2 separate regions of the Triticum aestivum genome follow, and region 2 is linked to region 1. The links are chromatin contacts, called in public Hi-C maps. All regions are on one chromosome and are shown on one strand. Each heading gives the region's core, a stretch centred on a gene start, on an enhancer-like site or on the middle of the called end of the contact. The rest is flanking DNA. Distances are from core to core; before and after follow the strand shown.

The links. Hi-C and Micro-C count contacts between places; a contact is called where the count stands out from the background.
Region 2: a Hi-C map of leaf shows a contact between it and region 1, with 8 times the contacts expected there. The contact joins two enhancer-like sites. A contact is called at or near these places in 2 of 5 Hi-C or Micro-C datasets (leaf and an unstated tissue).

Annotation. Positions count from the first base shown.
Region 1 is chr7D:367,800,891-367,805,854 of IWGSC CS RefSeq v2.1, reverse strand. It overlaps LOC123164384 (alpha/beta hydrolase domain-containing protein 17B), which reads right to left. Exons shown (of 5, transcript XM_044581826.1): 5 at 4,576-4,964. The coding sequence ends at 4,896. Among protein-coding and RNA genes, the nearest start is that of LOC123164384, 11 kb to the right of the region's middle. Within about 2 kb of position 3,339, at least 6 of the 8 cell types and tissues checked have an H3K27ac peak or open chromatin away from gene starts, as enhancers often do. A contact at or near this core is called in leaf, where this site is marked.
Region 2 is chr7D:368,588,274-368,593,508 of IWGSC CS RefSeq v2.1, reverse strand. No RefSeq gene overlaps it. Among protein-coding and RNA genes, the nearest start is that of LOC123169096, 100 kb to the left of the region's middle. Within about 2 kb of position 1,553, at least 3 of the 8 cell types and tissues checked have an H3K27ac peak or open chromatin away from gene starts, as enhancers often do. A contact at or near this core is called in leaf, where this site is marked.

The sequences.
Region 1 (4,964 bases), core at 2,090-4,589:
ATCGTCTTTTTGACCACTTTGCTGTGCTGGAGATATACACACTGTTTTTATTTTAGTACTCATATTACTACTATACTATATCTATATGGGAGAGGAGGGTCAAGGTTTTAGACGGTAGTCGCCCCGATGAGACGAGACGAGACGCCAAAAACAAAAACAGTGGAATATAGGTTGTCGGTGCAGGCCGTTACGAGGAGTGGTGATTTTGTATCGTGTTTTTGGCCTGCTGTAAGCGCGCTGCCGGCTTCAACTACGTGGGGCTGGGCTGTTTTTATTTTTTTGCCGACGCCCCATGCCCCAGCTACATTGCCTTTTTTTTTTGAGCAAGCCCAGCTACATTGCCTAATGCTACTACAATGCCGCACGACTTATACTAGACGTAGTACGTACTACGTGCGGCCAACGCGTCGCGCTCCGGGCCAAGAAGCCCACCTCTCTCGCTAGCTGCAGCTTTTATACATACATGCATACACCTCTGGCACCAGAAAGAAGAAACCAAATTCAATAAAAAGAAGAAAAAAAGAGTGGCCGCGCGCGTTGTTTGGAAAGCAAGGGTGGGAGAAGCTTCCAAACTTGGCATCTGGGTACACCTCGCACTCGCACGCACCGTCACACAGACTCTCTCTCATCTCATCACATGGACCCTGCCTGCGTATAGATTCATCATCCCCACTTCCTTCCTCCAAGCCTAACAGAGAAAGGAAGAAGAGAGAATTGCCATTGCGTGTGGGCTGGAGCTCCATGATTGGCTCTCCTGCCCCGCCTGTGTGTGGGCCCAAACCAACACTTACTCTGTGTGTGTGTGTGTGAGGCATCAACATTCAACAATAGTATGCTCTTCTTCAACAGTTTTTTCTTTTTGAGAAATTTCTTCAACAGTATATGCTCTTGACAGGAGGGAGGGAGGCGAGGTTAAATTAATTTTTCAACGCATCTTTGACCAATGCTGCTGCTGTATTTGGGGGAATGGACGGGCCAACCAACCAAGCGGACCGTGCGGCATTGACAAAAATGGCCCGTCCAGCACCAAGAAACAAACTACTACTATAGTCAGTCAGTCGCACGATGGCCTCTCCTCCCTCCGGCCTCGTGTCGGCCGGAGCAACCCAAAAGCAGGCAAAAAGCCGCTCCTCACTCGCCACAACACTATTTATTTCTTTATTTATTATCTACATACACTACACAGTCGGCCGATTGTGTCGGCCGCCTAGCTCAACACGCAATTAACTCGCCGATTACCGAATTACGACCACGTGACGCATCATTATCGTCATGATCGATTGATGACACTTTCTTTCTTCTTGAGGCAATAAGGATATACTACTAGGATAGGAATTTGTTAGTACTTCTAAACGCTCTTATATTAGTTTACAGAGGGAGTACTTTTCAACGTGGCCCTTCGCCAACACATTTCACAAGTGATCATCATCATTCCTTCCATTCTTTCTAGCACCGCTTCCGTTTACGATTATTTATATCCCACCCAACTGATGAGCACCATCAATGTGTCCACAACATATATACTGAGGTGTGCACCACCATTTGCCACTTAATTACCGTCCTTGTCTAGTGACGTACTACTCGTCATTGTTTACATACATAAACATTAGACGAGGCATTCCCTGACCATAAAAAAGGAAAACCAGAGATGAGATGAGACACCACATTCACATTGTGTACAACATACCTAGCTAGCTCCCACTAAATAATTAGTAGCTAGGAGTACATCATACGGTTACACTCGCCACTGTCTTGCTCTTGTCTTATCTCCATTGTTTGTATCTGCGTCTGCATCTCTTCTCCATCAGAGGCAGGCAGTTCCCCTCTGACACAAAGCTCCCCATGCATCCTGATGGTGATGGGGTCATTGTAAATAAAAAATACCCAGAGCTAGCTCCAGTCTACACTACACCATTCCATAATTGGCTTTGCTACTAATCATTACACTCACGGCACAAAAACATTCCAAAGCTCAGCTCAATCATGTGCTTCTTCGTATAATTCTACATGCTCCTATAACTAATCGGCAAAAGAAACAAGAGATAGAATAGATTAGGTTAAATCCTGTCCGGGCGGCGTCTTGCGTCGTCGGTGAGCGTATACCGGCATTTCTCTCATGATTCAGCCGGTGTTTGTCTTCGGTGGATCTACTTGAATCCGGTCTTTGCTCGTCTGCGTTCTGTGTGTATATATATTGAATACTTTCGATCTACGTTTCTCTTCATCGGTGTCTGTTATTGTTCTGATGTGCCGACAATGTACCAACTGTCTACACAATAAGATTTGGTCAGTTCCGGTAAGGGAGGGATGATGACGACGGTGCGCATTCGACTCGCTCCAGAGATTGTAGTCGCCCCTAGGTGATCTATAGACCTGGATGTAATTTTTCTTACTTCTTATGTTCTTTGTACTGGATGTAATTTTTCTTACTTCTGATGTTCTTTGTACTGGATGTAATTTTTCTTACTTCTGATGTTCTTTGTACGACTATTGATGAGTAGATTAAAAAAATCCGCAAATAAAATAAAAACCATACTAGTAACGAGTTATACTGATGCAACATGCCAATACTACATAGCACTGTCCATACCAAACATACATGCAACGTTCAAGAAAATCAATTCGGTGTCTTGCTTCCAGCAAGGGCAGGCAGGCTGAAGAACATCGACCAGTACCACACACACACATGACACTCCTTGTGATTGTGTGCAGGTGCTACAGCACTGTCTGCCCCCCTGCTGCATGTTCATATCTATCCATGTGGGCCCCACAGGTGTAAGGGGACTCCCCAGCTACCCACCCCGCCACCACCACTGCACACCCAATGCGCAAATGCAGTGAACCACAGTGATGGCCATAATAATGCAGCTGAGAAAATCAAGCAAAGCATATGCCTTCAAATAAACAAAGCATCCCCGCAACAAAATCATGCAAAATTCATGTGCTGCAAGCAAGCAGACTCAGGCCCAGACGAGCCGGAACCCTAACCGTTGATAATTTGAAAGATGGATTAAACAAACAGCAAATCATGCGATTAGTTTAGTTGAATGCGATCGATGATTAAATAGACACACCAACCAACCAAAGCAGGCCGCGCAACAGAACAAGATCTGCCAGCCAGGTCGCAAGAATAGACAACAACAGAATCAATCAACTTAGATTAATATTGTAATACACCCATGATGACCTATAAAAACCACACAAGAAAATCGTATTAATTTGAAGGGCTGGAGAAGCAAAACGGAGAATGTGCATGCAAACAAGCTAGGGCTTCGCCATCATCTGGCCCCCACACGTCACACTGGCTGCCGTGCATGGACCAGTGTACTGAGACACTTGAGCTACTGCTAAGAATACTACTGGTACAGCACCACTAATAATAGTGTACTATAGCTGATACACAGATGAACAGTGAGTGAGGAGTGAGCATCCATGGCAGCACCCGCACCAGCATGGCACAATTGTAACTGCCAATCAGTCCAATCCTGTCTTAGTCCCGCCAGGATCTTGGCGCATCGTCATGTTCTGCCATTACGCTAGGCACATACTAGGACCGACTAAAGAATGTGTAGCGCATATAGTTAGGTTGGGTTAGTACCTAGTGGAACCTTGGATGGAATGGAAAGAAAAATACAATATATATGATTAGGTTGGGTAGATTCTTATGGTGAAAGGTACAGGACAATAGTCCTTGAAGCTGACGCCAATGCATGCCCAGCTCACCACTGGCTGGTACTAGTGTACCATGCATAAATACGTACAAACATCAACACTACAACAATGCCATGTCATACGTGTGTAGTCGTAGATGGATGCTCACCATTGTACCCACCTTGGATGCTCATCTCGTCCAAATTTGAAACAGTGATTGCTCATCGACCGCGATTCTAAACAGTGCATTCTTTTTTATGTGGAACAAGCACAAGAAACCTTGGACGAGCAGTGATTCTTGCTAGAAAGACAGGCCACAGAAGGAAGCTGTCCTGCTGCAACGATCGACCACTCTGCTACTAGAGGTGATTGTACCATCATCATATCATACGAACAAAGGGTCACATAGACACATAGCCGTCCGTCTATGGTTCGATAGGAACCGCAGCTCTTGTGCTGCAATCATCATTGCCTTGTTGCTTGATCCTGTGTTGTTGGTTCAGTCACGCAGTCTCACATGCCTTGGTTGCAAGGAAGAGGTTGGCTGGTTATTCAGCAGTTGGGTTCGGCACGCATAAGCCCAGTTTCTGATTCTGCACGCATCAATGAGGGGTGCATCATTCCTTTCTTCCATTCATTCATTCAGAGTCGGCCTGGTTGTGGTCCTCCTGGACTGGACTGGACTGGAGTATTGCTACTGCAGCACCTTCTGATATGCCACTGACAGTGTACATAGGTTGCCGCGGCTTAACCTCGAAATATTGTCTTGTCTAAGACGACGATGTGTCCTGTTCCTCATCCGGGCGTAGAGAATGGGGCCAGCAGCTGCATTCTGTTACCTGTTTCATGATGAAATTGGCTTCAACAGTCCAGTTCAGGTGTTAGCTGCAGCTGAACCACATCTAAACTCAGAGATTTCATGGGTTCATGGATGAGAAACATATCACAAGAGCTGAAACATGGCTGGGCTGGGTTCAAATCAATTCACAACATCACGACTCTTCTAAGCTCGATAGCCAACAGCTTATGCCATCGCTGATTACACAAACCTGTCGAGCAACTACAACTACTACATAGGAGAATGGGGAACAACTGGATACAGGAGCATCTCTATCTTGCCATACATGTTTTTCCAACCGAAAAAACTAAGTTTAGTCCTAGAGCATTCAAAGGGTTAGAAGATATATCTCCAGGACCGTTCCTTTTCCTATACAAGCACAAGCACACGCACATAGAGATCGGTGTTATCCGCCACAGCAGCAGCACTTGAAGCAGCTGCAGCAGGCTGGGCACTTGAATGCACCAAACGCGAA
Region 2 (5,235 bases), core at 304-2,803, 790 kb before region 1:
TACCTAGCCTTTTCCTACATTTCTGTGAGAGACTGTTTCCAGAACTTGAACCCGTGACCTCATGGTCTCAAGGCAGCAGCTTTACCACTGCGCCAGGGCTTCCATATACCAGTTTAAAAAATTTGTACATGTCCAATATTTTATCTATACACATTTTAAACATTTGTCAAATGCGTGATTAACATTTTCAAATACAAAATTAATATTCTTTGAATACATGGTCAACAGTGTTTTATTCATTTTGAACATTTTCAAATGCTTGATTAACATTTCAAATACAAGATTAATATTTTTTTAATACATGGCCAATATTGTTTCTATACACATCTAAAAAGAATTAAATGCTTACTAACATTTTTTCAATATATGATCAATTTTTCATACACATTTGTATTTTTTCTATACATTTTTGTATGCATGAGAAACATTTTCCCTATATGCATTTTTTTATTTTTAAATGCTTGTGTAACATTTTTTCAAATGTTTATGTAAAGTTTTTTTTGCAATATATTTATTCAAAATATTTGAATTGTGAACAAAAGCAAAAAAAAGAAGGCCTCGACTGTTTGGGGATCCCGAGGTCTCTTCATGGGGTTCCCCAAACAGTCGAGACCTCTTCATGGGATCCCCAAACAGTCGAGGCCTCCTCATGGCCCGCGGCCCAGCAAGCCTCGCTTATGTACTAGCTCGCTTGCCTTTTTATTTTTATTTATTTCCTTTTTTCTCAATTATCCTTTTTTGTCCTGTGTTGTTCATCAAAAAAACTAATCATCGGTTTTTTAAAGTAAAAATGTTTGTGAGTTTAAAAACATCTCACAAATCTGAAATCTTTTCAGTAATTATATAAAGTGCGTGAATTTGAAAAAAGTTCACGAATTTGAGAAAATTGTACATGAATTTGAAGAAATTTTATGAACTGAAAACATAGTTCATGGATTTGAAAAAAGTTAAGGAATCTGAAAAAATCACCAATTTTACAAAGTGCGTGAATTTGGAAAAGTTCATGAAATTTGAATATAAGTTCACAAATTTCACAAAATTTCAACTTTTTGAAAATGTTCATGGCACTTAAAAAGGTTTAAGAAAATTGAAAAAAATTCATAGATTTAAAAGAATCAAGAATTGAAAAAATTCATTGATTTTGAAAAAATAATCATGAGTTTGAAAAGGTTCGCGAGTTTTGAAAACAAGTTTGTAAAAGTTAAAAACAATTTGTGGATTTGAAAAACATTCACGCATTTCAAAAAAATTAACGGATTCAAAAAAGAGTTAATGGATTTAACTAAATTCCACGAATTTGGAAAAGTTCTCGAATTTTAGAAAGGAAAGTAAAATGAAGAAGAAAAAGAAGTAAGTAAGCATTAATAGATAAGGTGCCCAGTTGGTCACTGCGGTTTGAAGTAAACCAAGTGGTGTGGAGTTCGCACACACCCATTTTTTGAAGGTTAACAGAAAGAAAGAAAAAGTAAATGGGCCAGGCCCAGGGCTAAGGAGGGGTGTGTCGGTTGGTGAAATAGCCTATAACCTCAGCGCTAAATAGAATTTGGTGTAACAGCCGCCCAACAAAGCCGCAGCGCCCCAGTCACCTAGACCCACCTACCTTTACCAAGCCCACCTAACCTAAACCCTAAAACATTGCCTAGCCCACCTAACACTCCCACTCTCACGTATGCTCTCCCAACCCCTATGTGACGCTCTTTCCGTCAAAATGACATTTGTTTCACACGCTGCATCCAACTGGCGGGCTTGTTGGGTCGTATATATTTTGTCTCGTGTTTTTATTTGCTCGTTTTTGTTTCACTGTTGGTTCGCTTTTTTCTGGCGGGATTGTTGGTTCGATGTTATCTGGTTCACCAGGGTTTTTCTTCGTTCGTTGTTTCTCACATATGAACTGTTGCACAAAAGCAACAAAATGTTTAAAAAGAATGAAGAGAGTGTTGAAATATTAATTTCAATAGAGAATTGTTCATATTTCTCTTTCCAATTATGTACAGCAGGAAACAAGCAAAAATTGCTCTATCTCAAAGAACTATACTGAAACTGTAAAACATAAGTTCGTGCGTAGAAAAAATAGGCTAGAGCACATTTTGATTTTCTGAGAGCTAGTACTAGTGTGTAAACATCTTTCCGGGGTCTTTTGCATTATAAAATTTCCTTCTCATTCTTGTGTAAACCTACAGAAACATTTGAATTGTAGTAAGAATCATAATTTGTTTCTTAGTACTGATAAAAGTATAGTTTTAAACTTCTGAACATTTTTGGAAATTCAGAAAAAAATCTTGGATTCAAAGAAAGTTTTTGGAATTCAAATATTATTCAAGACATTCAAAAAATGTTCTGGGAATCAAATTTTATTATAAAGATTCAAAAAATGTTCTTGCACTCACAATTCATTTTTTTATTCAAAAAAGTTCTTCGATTAAAAAACCTGAAATACGAAAATTGTTCTTGGAATTGAAATTATGTTATAAGATTCAAACAATTATTAAGGCATTCAAAAAAGATTCTACTATTCAAATTTTATTCTAAGATTTGAAAAAATGTTCTTGGATTCAAAAATCTTCAAGGATTCAAAAAAAATTCTTGATTCAAAAAAAGTTCCCGGAATTCAAAATTTGATCAAGACCTTCAAAAACAGTTCTGCGATTCAAATTTTCTTCTAAGATTAAAATAATGTTCTAAGTTTCAAGACATGTTCCCGGTATTCAATTTTTTTATAGAACTAAAATTATGTTCTAAGATTCGATAAACGTTCAAGACATTTTAAAACATAATTGGAGTTTAAATATTATTTGATACATTCAAAAAGCACTATAGGATCCCAAAAAATTCAAAGTTTCAAAAAAATGTTCTAAGATAAAGACCTTCAAAAACAGTTCTGCGATTCAAATTTTCTTCTAAGGTTAAAATAATGTTCTAAGGTTCAAGACATGTTCCCAGTATTCAATTTTTTTATAGAACTAAAATTATGTTCTAAGATTCGATAAACGTTCAAGACATTTTAAAACATAATTGGAGTTTAAATATTATTTGATACATTCAAAAAGCACTATAGGATCCCAAAAAATTCGAAGTTTCAAAAAATGTTCTAAGGTACAAATAATAGTCTTGGAATTCAGATATTGTTCTTGGAGTACAAGAAATGTTCTTGGAAATCAAAAATTGATCTTGGAATTCAAAAATTGTTCTTGGAATTTAAAAAATATTTGATACATTCAAAAAAGGATCTAGTATTCAAATTCTATTATAAAGTTCCAAAAATATTCTTGGATTGATAAAAAAATGATCTAAGATGCAAAAAATGTTCTTGAATTCAAAATACTATTCTTGGAATTAAAAAATGTTCAAGACATTCGAAAAAATGTTCTTGAAATTTTAAAATTATTCGTGACATTCAGAAAAGACTTTAGGATTCAAATTTTGTTCTAAGATTCGAAAAATGATCTTGGATTGAAATAATGTTCTATTCAAGCTTAATTCATTTTGGGTCGAATATTGTACCGAAAGACAGTAAACAAAATAGAGGTGTAGCTCTTGTGCTCACAAGAAAATCAAACACCCCTTCTTCTATTGCAACTTTGCACATTCTACATAGTCAGTCGTCCAAATAATGTCTAATTTGTATCCCCTACAATTGTGGCCAATATATATGGTCACTCGCTTGATGGAATAGCAAATAGGCTTAGCATACTAATATGGGTTGGAGCATCTACCTTATTATGGGCCGCTTTTGAGTATGTAAAAATGATTTTGTATTTGATAGTAAAGCATCTTCTTCTATGTATGTTATATATCGTTGTACACATTGATTTCGTTTGTGGCCTACACTACCGACCGTTGTTTAAGACGGTGTATATATGATTGGAGTGGGTGACGAGAAAGGTTTTACCCAATATGTGTGCCAACATAACCTCTGAATCGGCCGAACACCTCCTTCGATATAGGCATACACTGGTACAACGAGGTGCTATAAAATGGTTTTTAACCCCTTTCCGCGATGGCATTTGGAACCGTCGCCTAGTGAGTGACTGCGATAGGGGGGGTCCTTCCCACATGACCCAGAAACCGTCGGGGATATGCCCTGCTGGCACACACGCTCGGCAAAATAAGGTCGTGTGCGACCGACGAGCGATCAAATACGGTTATACGTATAGTAGTGCTAAAAAATACAATTATACATGCAAAATTGTTTCCGGTCGTAAGCACATCCCACACAGTCAGTCCCCGCTTCCGTTCATATGTACATTCCACACAGTCAATTTAAGGAATACGTTTCCGTTAGTATGTACATCACACACGGTGCGTGGAAGAAACTGTGTGGCAAAGACTGTCCATCACACACATTTTTTATGTGGTAATCGTTTGCGCAAGGTGGCCTAATGCAAACAGTTTTTAAGAGGATGTCGTGTGTGATTGTTCATTGATCTAACACGGTTTTTTCCTAGAAACTGTGTGCGTTGTCTGAGGTCATCACCCACGGTGTTTTCTCAATAACCGTTTGCAATAGAAAAACCCAATTAGCAGGCTAATTGTCCTATTATTAATAATTTATTTATTAATCTAATTGACATTTCATATTAAGCACACAAATATATTTCATTTCCATATTAAGGAAGCAGGATTTCATAATTGAAATACATCAGAGTATAATATCATATACTTTCAGCACTCAACTACCCCATTACACAACTGCACCAGCACTAAGTTTCACATGCAACATCTACAACATTTCGAAATTAGCATCATAGACGGAACATAGACAGGTGAATTTCATCTGGAAAATTGCTGAAGCGGAAGGCGAATATTGAGCCTTCATTGATGTTGAAGGTCTTTGCAAACTTTAGGTCAGTGCCTGTGGATGATTGACTATCCATGTTTTGTCCTCTTCAGGAACACTTCAATATTGAACCGTGGGTGTTGTATGAAAACCTTCCTCGCCTCCTGACCATACAGGTGGTTTGAGAGGTAGTCATCAGTGAACTGCTTCGGAAAGGCCTGAAAATAAGGATATGCATAAATATCTTCTCCAGATTTGAAATGGCGCAAAGGAATTAAAAAGACAAGGTATAATAGTTAGTACCATCCCATAGTGAACAAATGTCTTCTTCATTGCGCAGACAAAGATCTTGTTGTTTTTTGTCGCTAATTTCTTTATCGTAACAATCTTTCTGGGTGTCTTGACTTGACTGATATTAATGGACAACTCATTTCCACATATGCAAAAAGGGTCAAACA